Regions from separate parts of the Sus scrofa genome. Here region 2 is linked to region 1. The links are chromatin contacts, called in public promoter capture Hi-C maps. All regions are on one chromosome and are shown on one strand. The core of a region is the stretch at or near the end of the contact, and the rest is flanking DNA. Distances in the headings are between cores, read along the strand shown. Region 1 holds the start of SERHL2 (serine hydrolase-like protein 2). Region 2 holds the start of SNU13 (small nuclear ribonucleoprotein 13).

Region 1 (5,322 bases), core at 760-3,259:
AGCTGTCTCCCTCCCATCCACAAAGTCACCAAGGTGGGTCTGAGGGAGCCCTATTCCTGTCTTGGACGCTGCCCCTAGACCATAACCAATTTCTGGGGTGGGGCAACCTGACCCAAGTTGGGCCAAGGCCTCTGCCCCAGCAATTTGGAATCAGGGTTTGATATTCCAGCCTTACTCTGGGCTTGTCTTCAGAATGGGACACATTTGGGGAAAAAAAAAGGGGGGGGAGCCACAGTATGACTGTCAACTACCCCTGCAACTTAAGTAGCAGGGGGAAAAATTCAGATGTGCAGAGAGCAGAAGAGAAAGAAACAGGCTATGGTCAAGGAGTGGAGGGTGTGCTATGATGCACCACCCTGGATCCTGCAAGGGCCGAGCCGTCATTCCTCCAGCCCGCGGCGAATGTCAGCTGTGACAGTTGAGTTCTTCCCTGAGACTCGCCCCTCATGGAAGGGACCTGCCACGTCCGAGGACATGGCCTCCCCAGGGCATTCCATCACCACGGACCGGTCCTTATACCCCAGTCAATGCCCTCGCCAATGTACAAAGGGCTGGTGACAACCATCCCAGCTCCTGAGCTTCCCATGGAATCGTGTAAGGTTCCCAGCTGAATCCAGGTTCAACTTCTGCCCTGCGCAGCTGCTCTGATTTGCTAAAAGGCTGCTTCCTGAGAGGCTGAGCGATGAGTGTTCTGTATGCATGAATAAGAGAGTGCAGCTCTGCTTCCCAGGGCACCTAACCCAAGACACGAGGCTTACAGTGCAAAGGCACTGGTGGTAAAACAACTGATGATTGCTGTGATGAGGCAGAGGTTCTTCCCAAGAAGCACCTCAGCTTCCTTGCTGGCCCTAGCGAGGGGCCTCCTTAAATTAACCTTTCCTAAATGAAACATAGTTTGCAGGTCAGGGTGGTAAGCATTTTGGCCTCCAGCATAGCAGCTGAGACCCCCAGGGCCACCTGGAGAGGGAGGTAAAGTTTGGCCTTGGCACCTGGTCCTTTTTACAAATCTCTCCCGCCCCCCAGCCCTAGGGTGGGCATGTGAAGTGCTGCACCCAGCCCAGCCCCCTTCTCTCATTCAATGTGGATTGAGGGGCCACGAGGTGCGGGGCTCCTTCTCTGACCCATCTCGCTGTCAAAGTGCCCTGGACCGGCTCCCATCTCTGATCCCTGCGGCAGGCACGCACAGGTGCATTATCTTCCACCAGTGGCATTTTCACCATGGGGCTTCGTCTTGGTTCCTGTTTCTGGTTTCAGGGAATTTCCTCCTCTGGGGATTCAGCAGCTCAGTCCCTATGTAGACTTTGGGGAAGACTCCAGGCTGAAGGCGTCGTAGACACTCAGAGGCCCTCAGATGGTCCAGAACCCCTGAGAGGTTCCGAACCCCTCTTGTTGCAACTGAGGAAACAGAGTATTTGAACCAATCCTGCAACCCAGGACAGGCAGATGGGGAAATGCTTTCCACTGACTGAGGTTCAATTCGATTCTCTCGACACCCAGCATCTGCCGCCTCCCGCCCTTGGGAGGGTTTCCAGGAGCGAATCTGATTCTTGGCGCGCGCGGGTACCGTGGGGAGCGGAGCGGAGGCGCGCGGGGGCCGCGCCACGTCCCGGGGGCTGCGGGTGGGTCCAGAGCCGCTCTGCGGCCAGGGCGGCCAAGAAGAGGGAGAAACTCGTCTCCACCGCGCCCCCCCGCCCCCAAGTCCCGTTCTCCCTCTTTCTAGAAGCCCTCCTCTATCCTGGCTGCGACTGTGCGACTCTTTTTTTGGCGAAAGAAACCTTACCGAATCGAGGGCACTAGGGCGGCGGCACCAAGGGAAGGCAGGGTGGTGTCTGTTGGAGGCTTTTATCCTTGGAGCGTAGAATTAGAGGAAGAGCCCTTCCGCAGACCCCGAATTCCCGCTGCGCGCGACGGCCCGGGCCGTGGCAGGATCCCAAACACTCAGTGCCGCGTGGACCTTGGGCGGCGGGAACCTCGGACGCCGGTCGGCTCCCAGGAAGCCCTGCGGCCCCTCTCGAGCGGGGTTGGAGCGCCCCCTGCCGGCCCCCCGCCTTACCGCAGCCCCGCGCGCGGTCCTCCCCGGGGCGGATGCAGGGACCCCGGCAGGCGGCGCTAGGATGTAGGGGCTTCCTCCCAAGCCTGCCATCCCTTCGCACTTAGGCTGCAACTGATTCTTTTTTAAAAAGAAAAAGGAAAAAGGGCCTTTCCCCAGACCTCTGTGTGAGGCAATGGAGAGGAATACACCAACACTCCGGTGGCGTTCTCTGAACCTTTTTCGGTTCCAGGACCACTTTGGGGTCAAAGATTTTAAGGCAGGGATCCTCTTACAAGGAGCTGCCTACAAGGTATTAAAGAGCTTTGGGTTGGACAATCACTGACAAGTTAGATTTGACACTTTGGATGGGGCTTTAGACATGTGTGACAAACAGAAGAGTGGTTTTATTTTTACAAATTGGTGTTTGTTATTTTGATTTTTAGTTTTCTTTTGCTTTTTTAGGGCCACATTTGCGGCATATGGAAGTTCCCAGGCTAAGGGTCAAATCAGAGCTGCAAGCTGCTGGCCTAGCCCACAGCCACAGCAACATCGGGATCCAAGCTGCATTTGCGACCTACACCACAGCTCGCAGCCACGCCAGATCCTTAACCCACTGAGCAAGGCCAGGGATTGAGCCTGCATCCGCATGGATACTTGTTGGGTTCGTTACTGCTGAGCCACAATGGGAACTCCACAAATTGTTTCTTTTTTAATTTTTTAACATTATAGTTGATTTATAATGTTCTGTCAATTTCTGCTGTTCAGCAAAGTGACCCAGTTATATGTGTATATATATATATACATTCTTTTCCCCATATTATCTTCTATCACGCTCCACCACAGCTGATTGGATATTCATTCAATTCATTGCTTATCCATTCAAATTCGGGGTTTGCATCTACTACTCCCAGTACCCCAAACTCCCAGTCATCCCACTCCCTCCCCTTTGGCAACCACAAGGCTGTTCTCTATGTCCATGTGTTTGTTTCTGTTCTGTAGATAGGTTCATTTGGCCACACCTACAGCATATGGAAATTCCTGGGCTGGGGTCCAACCCAGAGCTGTAGCTGCTGGCCTATGTCACAGACACAGCAAGGCCAGAACTGAGCCACGTCTGTGACCTACACCACAGCTCACGGCAACACTGATTTTTTTTTTTTTTTTTTTTTGTCTTTTTGCCATTTCTTGGGCTGCTCCCACAGCATATGGAGGTTCCCAGGCTAGGGGTCGAATGGGAGCTGTAGCTGCCAGCCTACACCAGAGCCACAGCAACGCGGGATCTGAGCCACATCTGCAACCCACACCACAGCTCATGGCAACGCCGGATCCTTAACCCACTGAGCAAGGCCAGGGATCAAACTGGCAACCTCATGGCTCCTAGTCAGATTCGTTGACCACTGAACCACAACGGGAACTCCAACACTGGGTCTTTAACCCACTGAGCAAGGCTAAGGATCAAACTCGTATCCTCATGAATACTAGTTGGCTTCATAACCCACTGCACCACAACAGGAACTCCAAAGCTGAAATTCCTGTAGGCCAAGGTTGAGGTCCAGTGAAGAAGAGGACTCCGATGAGACTGCCTAGTTTGGTCAAGGACAGTCTTTGTCACTTTCCATAGTAGCAGTACAGAGCTGCTCTGTCCTTTTCACAGCGGATTGTCCCTCTTGATGGGCATTTGAGAGCAGTGAGGAGAAGGTTTTATAAATCCAAGTTATTTTCAAGAAAACAAATATGAAATGGGAATTACTTTTTCAAAAATAATTAATGTAGCATATAAAGAAATAATATAATAATCTGAAGTTCGTTTTATTTAAAGAATTCTGGGAAATTGGCACAACATTGGAAATCAACTATACTTTAATAAGAAATAAAAATGAATTAAAGGCATTCCCGTCGTGGCTCAGTGGTTAACGAATCTGACTGGCATCCATGAGGACGCAGGTTGGATCCCTGGCCTTGCTCAGTGGGTTAAGGATCTGGCATTGCCGTGAGCTGTGGTGCGGGTTGCAGACATGGCTCAGATCCTGAATTGTGGCTGTGGTGTAGGCTGGCAGCTACAGCTCCGATTGGACCCCTAGGCTGAGAACCTCCATATGCCAGAGGTGCAGCCCTAAAAAGACCAAAAAAAAAAAAAAAAAAAATCCCCACAAAAAAACAAAAAACTCTCCAACATTCACTGATGATTTCATGAGTAACTACTCCCCAAACCTCTTGCTGATCCCATTGACTTTCCATTAGCATCCTAAGTAGATTTTCCACTGTAGAATTTATTTTAATTCTCCATGTATTATCATTTGGGGGTTCTTGTCTAATCTTGGCTACTCATCTTTTTGACACCCCCGCCCCCAACTCAATAACCTCTAAGCATTTGCTGAGGGTCTCGACCCATAGAGGATACTCAAACGGAGTGAGGGGAAGTTTTCTTTCACAGAAAAGCTATGGCTACTAGCTTTCCAAACTCTGCCAAAAGGTATGACATGGGTAAAATTGCTTTGTTTTTCATCCATGGCCTGGAAATCTAGAGGAGTCAGAATCTTCAAGGAAGGAGGAGTGGTTTTGAGGTAGGTCTTCAAGGATGCTTAGCGTTTGATAGGTGGTCTTAGCAGGAAGCAGGTGCCTAGGGAGGCTGTAGAGAGAGCCTGTGGAGAGAGAATTCCTATTTGGAGTGGGAGGGGCAAGGTGGGACCAAATTATGGGGGACTTTGGAAAATAATCAGCTCTTTGGATGTGACAAGAGGCATTCCTGTTGTGGCTCAGTGGATAAAGAACCCAACTAGTATCCATGAGGATGAGGGTTCGATACCCGGCCTCGCCCAGTGGGTCCACGATCTGGCATTGCCTGGAACTGCAGCGTGGGTCACAGATGCGGCTCGGATCTGGTGTTGCTGTGGCTGTGGTGTAGGCTCTAGCTGCAGCTCCGATTCAACTCCTAGCCTGGGAGCTTCCATTTGCCACAGGCGGGGCTCTAAAAAGAAAAAAAAGAAAAAAAAAAAAAAGATGTGACAAGAGAAGAAATGGAGAGACCCTGTGTGTCTTATGCAAAGTCTTAGATAATTACAGCCCTGCTAAAAGAGCCGGTGTTAGGATAATAAAATCAGTGCAGTAGAGCCTGGGACTTTTTTGTGAAAAGCCGCTTTTAAGTATTTATTTATATCTTAGTTTTTGTCTTTAATTAGTAGGAATTGTGAGGGGGAATTGAGGTTGTGACACATTTTATTCTCTCTCCACTTCATGAAAAAAATGCTAACTTCTGATCCCAGCAACACCTGGCATTGACCTTTCCTTTA
Region 2 (5,322 bases), core at 1,730-4,229, 650 kb after region 1:
CTCGGTGTGTTTAGAAAGGCAACCATTGAATAAAGTCAAGGCTGACAAGTGCTGCAAAGGGCAAGTACAGAGGGCTTGTGGGTCCATCCAGCAGGGGCAATTACCTGGTCTGGTGACCAGGGAGGCTTCGCTGAAGAGGTGATGAACAGGAGTCAGCTAAGCGTAAGAATGGAGCACATCACTCCCGACAGAGGGTGATGGATGGGGTTGGGGAGATTGGGGTGTGTTTGGGGTAGAAAAAGGAGGTGAGCGGGGCTGTAACATGGGGATGAGGAGGGGAATACTGGTGGAGAGGGGCCTAGTAAGCCATGGCAAGGATTTAGGATTTTAAACACAGAACTGTGGTAAAACACATTTCTAAGACAAATTGATTCTGAGCATATGTTGACATTGATTAATTTACTAGCAAGGGACAGAGCAAGATACAAAAGGGTGGCTGGTTCTGTGAGAACATGGAAACTGAGTTATTATATAGTTGGGGAAAAGAATTATGGAGTTCCCATGGTGGTTCAGCAGTAATGAACCCGACTAATATCTATGAGGACATGGATTTGATCCCTGGCCTCAAACAGTGGGTTAAGGATCCGGCCTTGCTGTGAGCTGTGGTGTAGGTTGCAGACGAGCCTCAGATCCCATGTGGCTGTGGCTGTGGTGTAGGCCGGCAGCTGTAGCACTGATTGGACCCCTAGCCTGGAAACTTCCATATGCCATAGGTGTAGCCCTAAAAAGCCAAAAAAAAAAAAAATCAAAAAATCATATGATGACAACACATCTATGACTGTAAATTGGAATAAGGTTCATTCTCCAACAGCGATAGGTCCAATTAACACGTAAATGGATCCAAGCAAGCTGAGGAACAGGGACAGGGTCTGAATCCCAGGTTCTGCTCTTAAACAGGAGCTGTCAGTGAGAATCTCTTAATTGAAGACAAATTTAATTCTTTGACAAGTCATAGATTTGCATGGATAAAGTGTGCAGGGGAGATTTTTTTGTGTAATAAATGTTCAGTCCTGGAGCTGATTTTTTTATTTTTTATTTTTTGTGTGTCTTTTGTCTTTTTAGGGCCACACCCATGGCACATGAAGGTCCCCAGGCTAGGGGTCAAATCGGAGCTACAGCTGCTGGCCTACACCACAGCCACAGTAATGTCAGCTCCTAGCCGCATCTGCAACCTATACCACAGCTCACGGCAATGCCAGATCCTTAATCCTCTGAGCGAGGCCAGGGATCGAACCTGCAACCTCATGGTTCCTAATTAGATTCGTTTCCGCTGCGCCACTATGGGAACTCCCTGGAGCTGATTTAAACCTATCCTGGTGGGTTTTCAAGCAGAGCAACCAGATGTGGTGGAAGTAACCCAACCCAATAGCCAACAATTCCAGGGTTCAGTTCTGGCTCTGCCCCTTCTTCATCCTGTGACTGTGGACAAGCAGTTTCCCCTCTCTGAGCCTTAGTATCTGTAAAATGAAGGGGTTGATCTGCAAGATTCCTAAGGGTCCTGACAGGTCCCTACCTCTAGGTTTCCAAAGGAATAAGCTGGAACTGGTCCATTATAATGCTCTAGTTTTGGCTGGATCCAAATGGTCCCAAGATATGCCTGGCATCAGGTGAAGAGAGAGGAGTAAGGGCCATAAGTATGGGGAAGGACCTCTTGGAGGTGGTGAGGCATGAGCCTAGCCTTTAAAACATGGAGATCTGGAGCAGCATAACGAAAAGAGCAGCGTGCTAGGCCAGAAGAAAATGGGCGTCCGAGACATTATCAAATTCAACCCGACAGAAATGCAAGCCCATCCTCAAATCTGCTTTTCTTCCTGAATTCCCTACTCAATAGACTCCATTTCTGATGGACTCCACTCTTCATCTGCGGCATGTGGAAGTTTCCAGGCTAGGGGTTGAATCAGAGTTGGAGCTGTGGGCCTTGGCCACAGCCATGCCAGATCCAAGATGCTTATGCGACCTGCACCACAGCTCACCACACTGCCAGATCCTTAATCCACTGAGCAAGGCCAGGGATCAAACCCGAGTCCTCATGGATATTATTCGGGTTCATTACCACTGACCCACAAGGGGAACTCTTTTTTTTTTTTTGGCTGCACCCAGGGCATGTGGGAATTCCTGGGCCAGAGATGGAACCTGTGCCACAGCATTGAACCAAGCCGCAGCAGGGACAATGCCAGATCCTAATTAACTCGCTGAGCCATCAAGGAAGTCCCCAACCAGAAATTTCAACAAGGACATCTGAATATGAAGAAAAACATTTAGGGGAGTTCCCTTGTGGCTCAGCAGGCTAAGAGGCAGCATTAACACTGCAAAGGCTCAGGCCACTGCTGTGGTACATGTTCCATCCCCGGCCCAGGAACTTGTACGTGCTGCAGTGCGGCCAAAAAGAAAGAAAGATAAAAAGAAAAACATTTAGGATTATCCATCATTATCTCCATAAATTTCCTTTACCGGTATAGGGTCAAAAATATGATTTTAAAAGCACAAGAGGAATTCCCGTAGTGGCACAGTGGAAAGGAATCCGAGGTTGCCAGTTCAGTCCCTGGCCTCGCTCAGTTGGTTAAGGATCCCCACGTTGCCTTGAGCTGTGGTGTAGGTCACAGACGCGGCTCGGGTCTGATGTGGCTATGACTGTGGCGTAGTCCAGCAGCTATAGCTCCCATTGGACCCCTAGCCCCGGAACCTCCATATGCCGCGGGTGCGGCCCTAAAAAGCAAAAAAAAACAAAAAACAAAAAACAAAAGAATGTGCTCAAAAATAAACTAGCAATGGAACGACGACTCCATTGAAACTCTTTGATTTTTTTTAGAAATGTTCAATTCACTGTTTCTGCCAAGTATGTATAGTAGAATGACAACTTTTTCTTTTTTAGAACATGATTTTTTAAAAGCAAAATGTGATCCCTCGGCCAGAACTCAACTCTTTCCCCGCCGGGGCCCCTTAAGGAGCGTGACCCCGCCTCTTGGTGACGTCACTTCCGCTTCCTGCCGCGCGCGAGGCCATTTCCACTCCTCTACAATTTTCCGCGGTGGTGAACGTTCGCGCTCTGACGTCTCCTGTGCTCCTAGAGGAGTGACGGACACATCGGCACCGCAGCCATGGTAAGAGCGTGCGCTTGGCCTAAGGGCCGGGAAGTGGGAGACTCGGGTTCGGTTCTTTCACTAGTTGTCCGGGGCTGAGAACGTGCGCGGTCTCGCCCAACCCGCCCCGGCTTAGAGCTCCGGCGGCCGCGCAGTCCCAAGCTCTGCCTTTTCTTCTGGTCCGAGGTTAGAACTCTGGAAGCCTCAGGTTCCCAACTGCTGTGAAAGGGGTGCTTTGTAGCAGTCTGTGCTCCCGGCCAGAGGCGTGCGGTGAGCTCAGGGGCAGAACCCGACCTGGGAGAAAGACCAAGAGCAACCCACGTGGGAAAGAGTAGAAAGTTAGGTGAGAAAACTTGGCTCCATGTGCTTTATTTTCCTTTTGTGGGGGTCGCTAGTGGAACGCTGGATTTGGATCATCCTCCCCTACCCCACTTCCCTACTGATGATGTTCAGGAGAAGGAGGTCTCCAGGCGTCCATGCCTGGTACCCGCCGCGAGTTACATGTGCCACAGATTAAAGGACCTTTTGGTGTTTGGAGGCTGTGGGAAATGCGGAATGACCCTGAACCCAGACTGGAATGCAGGAAAGACTCCTGCGAGGCGCTAGCCTCAGAATCAGAAGTCCTAGTAGCACCACGTGCGGTTTCCCCAGAACTCTCGTTGTTCAACTTTTTAATCGGATTGTGTGGCCTGGTAGCTAGTTTGGGTTGGCACTTAGTAAGGAGAGAAGAGTTGGTAAAGCACTTTCACTTCTATAATGAGGTTTAATCCTTTCAACGGATCTTGGATCCCAGCAGGTATCTTCCCAAAAGGCTTCCCCCCACCCACCTCATCCCCATTTTGAAGCTAAGTGTCTGAGCCTAGAACTTGAAGCTTCTGAACCACTACTCATCTTCCGCCGTTCCGTGGACAGTTTTGTAAAGTTTTGGAATTGAGTGACCTCGGGTCGAAGTTAAGAATAATTTACTTCAACTGTAAAATGGGATAACAATGTAAGGGGATTAAATTATGTGATGTAATGCATGTTACACACCTAGTCCTAATGCTTGGTATGGAGAGAATGAGCACTTGCTATTTGTTGCTAAATCAAAACCTTTCAGATTTCATATTTTTTTATTTTTTGGCTGCACTATTTTTTGGCATGCAGAAGTTCCTGGGCTAGGAATTGAACCTGCACTACAGCCCAAGCCAGATCCTTAACCCACTGTGCCCCAAGCAGACTCCAAAACCTTGCAAATTTTGGCTGTCTGGTGTACAGGAAGATAAAAGCTATCAAGTTAGGGATTAAAGCTGCAGTAGGATTTTATTCATTCACTCATTTAATTAAAATTTGAGAAAGTTAAAAGGTGAGGGAGTTCCCATTGTGGCACAGCAGAAGCGAATCTGACTAGTATCCATGAGGATGCGGTTTCATCCCTGGCCTTGCTCAGTGGGTTAAGGATCTGGTGTTGCCATGAATTGTGGTGTAGGTTGCAGACCTGGCTCAGAGCTGGCGTTGCTGTGGCTATGGTGTATGCCAGCAGCTGTAGCTCCGACTGGAACCCTAGCCTGGGAACTTCCATATGCCATGGTGTTTGGCCCTAAAAAGCAAAAAAAAAAAAAAAAAAAGGTTGAAAGGTGAATGAATACACAGTAAGCAAATTTCAGTTGCTATTTATAAGCTGGATAGTTTGGCTTTATAGTTGAGCAAACTTTTTATTGTTGTTGACTGGCTTCTCTTTGATCATTGTTGGGGGTCCAGAAGCCTCTCTCCCTTTCTTGTGTGTTTGATGTTTATAGAGAGTTGAGAATGCTAATTTCCAGATATGGGGTATTAGAAAACAGCAGTAAACATACCCGACATTTATAAAAGTACATTTATGAGGAGTGGCTGGAGTTAAAGTTTTGCTGGATTTCCCTTGTGGCACAGCTGGGTGAGGATTGGTGTTGTCACTGCAGCAGCTCAGGTCCCTGCTGTGGCTCGGGTTTGATCCCTAGCCAGAGAACTTTCACATGCCACAGGTACAGCCTGTGTTTAAGAAGGTGGCAGGGAGTTCCCGTCGTGGCACAGTGGTTAACGAATCCGACTAGGAACTATGAGGTTGCCGGTTCGGTCTCTGCCCTTGCTCAGTGGGTTAAAGATCCAGCGTTGCCGTGAGCTGTGGTGTAGGTCGCAGACGAGGCTCGGATCCCGCGTTGCTGTGGCTCTGGCGTAGGCTGGTGGCTACAGCTCCAATTAGACCCCTAGCCTGGGAACCTCCATA

What was found. Promoter capture Hi-C pulls out the DNA fragments that hold promoters and counts their contacts.
Region 2: a contact with region 1 is called in a promoter capture Hi-C map of liver, with 5 times the contacts expected there. The contact joins the promoter of SNU13 here to the promoter of SERHL2 in region 1. A contact is called at or near these places in 1 of 5 promoter capture datasets (liver) and 1 of 2 datasets of contacts at active chromatin or transcription factors (skeletal muscle).

What each region holds. Positions count from the first base shown.
Region 1 is chr5:6,237,802-6,243,123 of Sscrofa11.1, forward strand. SERHL2 (serine hydrolase-like protein 2) reads right to left here and starts at 2,010. Exons shown (of 12, transcript XM_021091434.1): 1 at 1,781-2,010.
Region 2 is chr5:6,888,035-6,893,356 of Sscrofa11.1, forward strand. SNU13 (small nuclear ribonucleoprotein 13) reads left to right here and starts at 2,980. Exons shown (of 3, transcript NM_001190226.1): 1 at 2,980-3,101. The coding sequence starts at 3,099.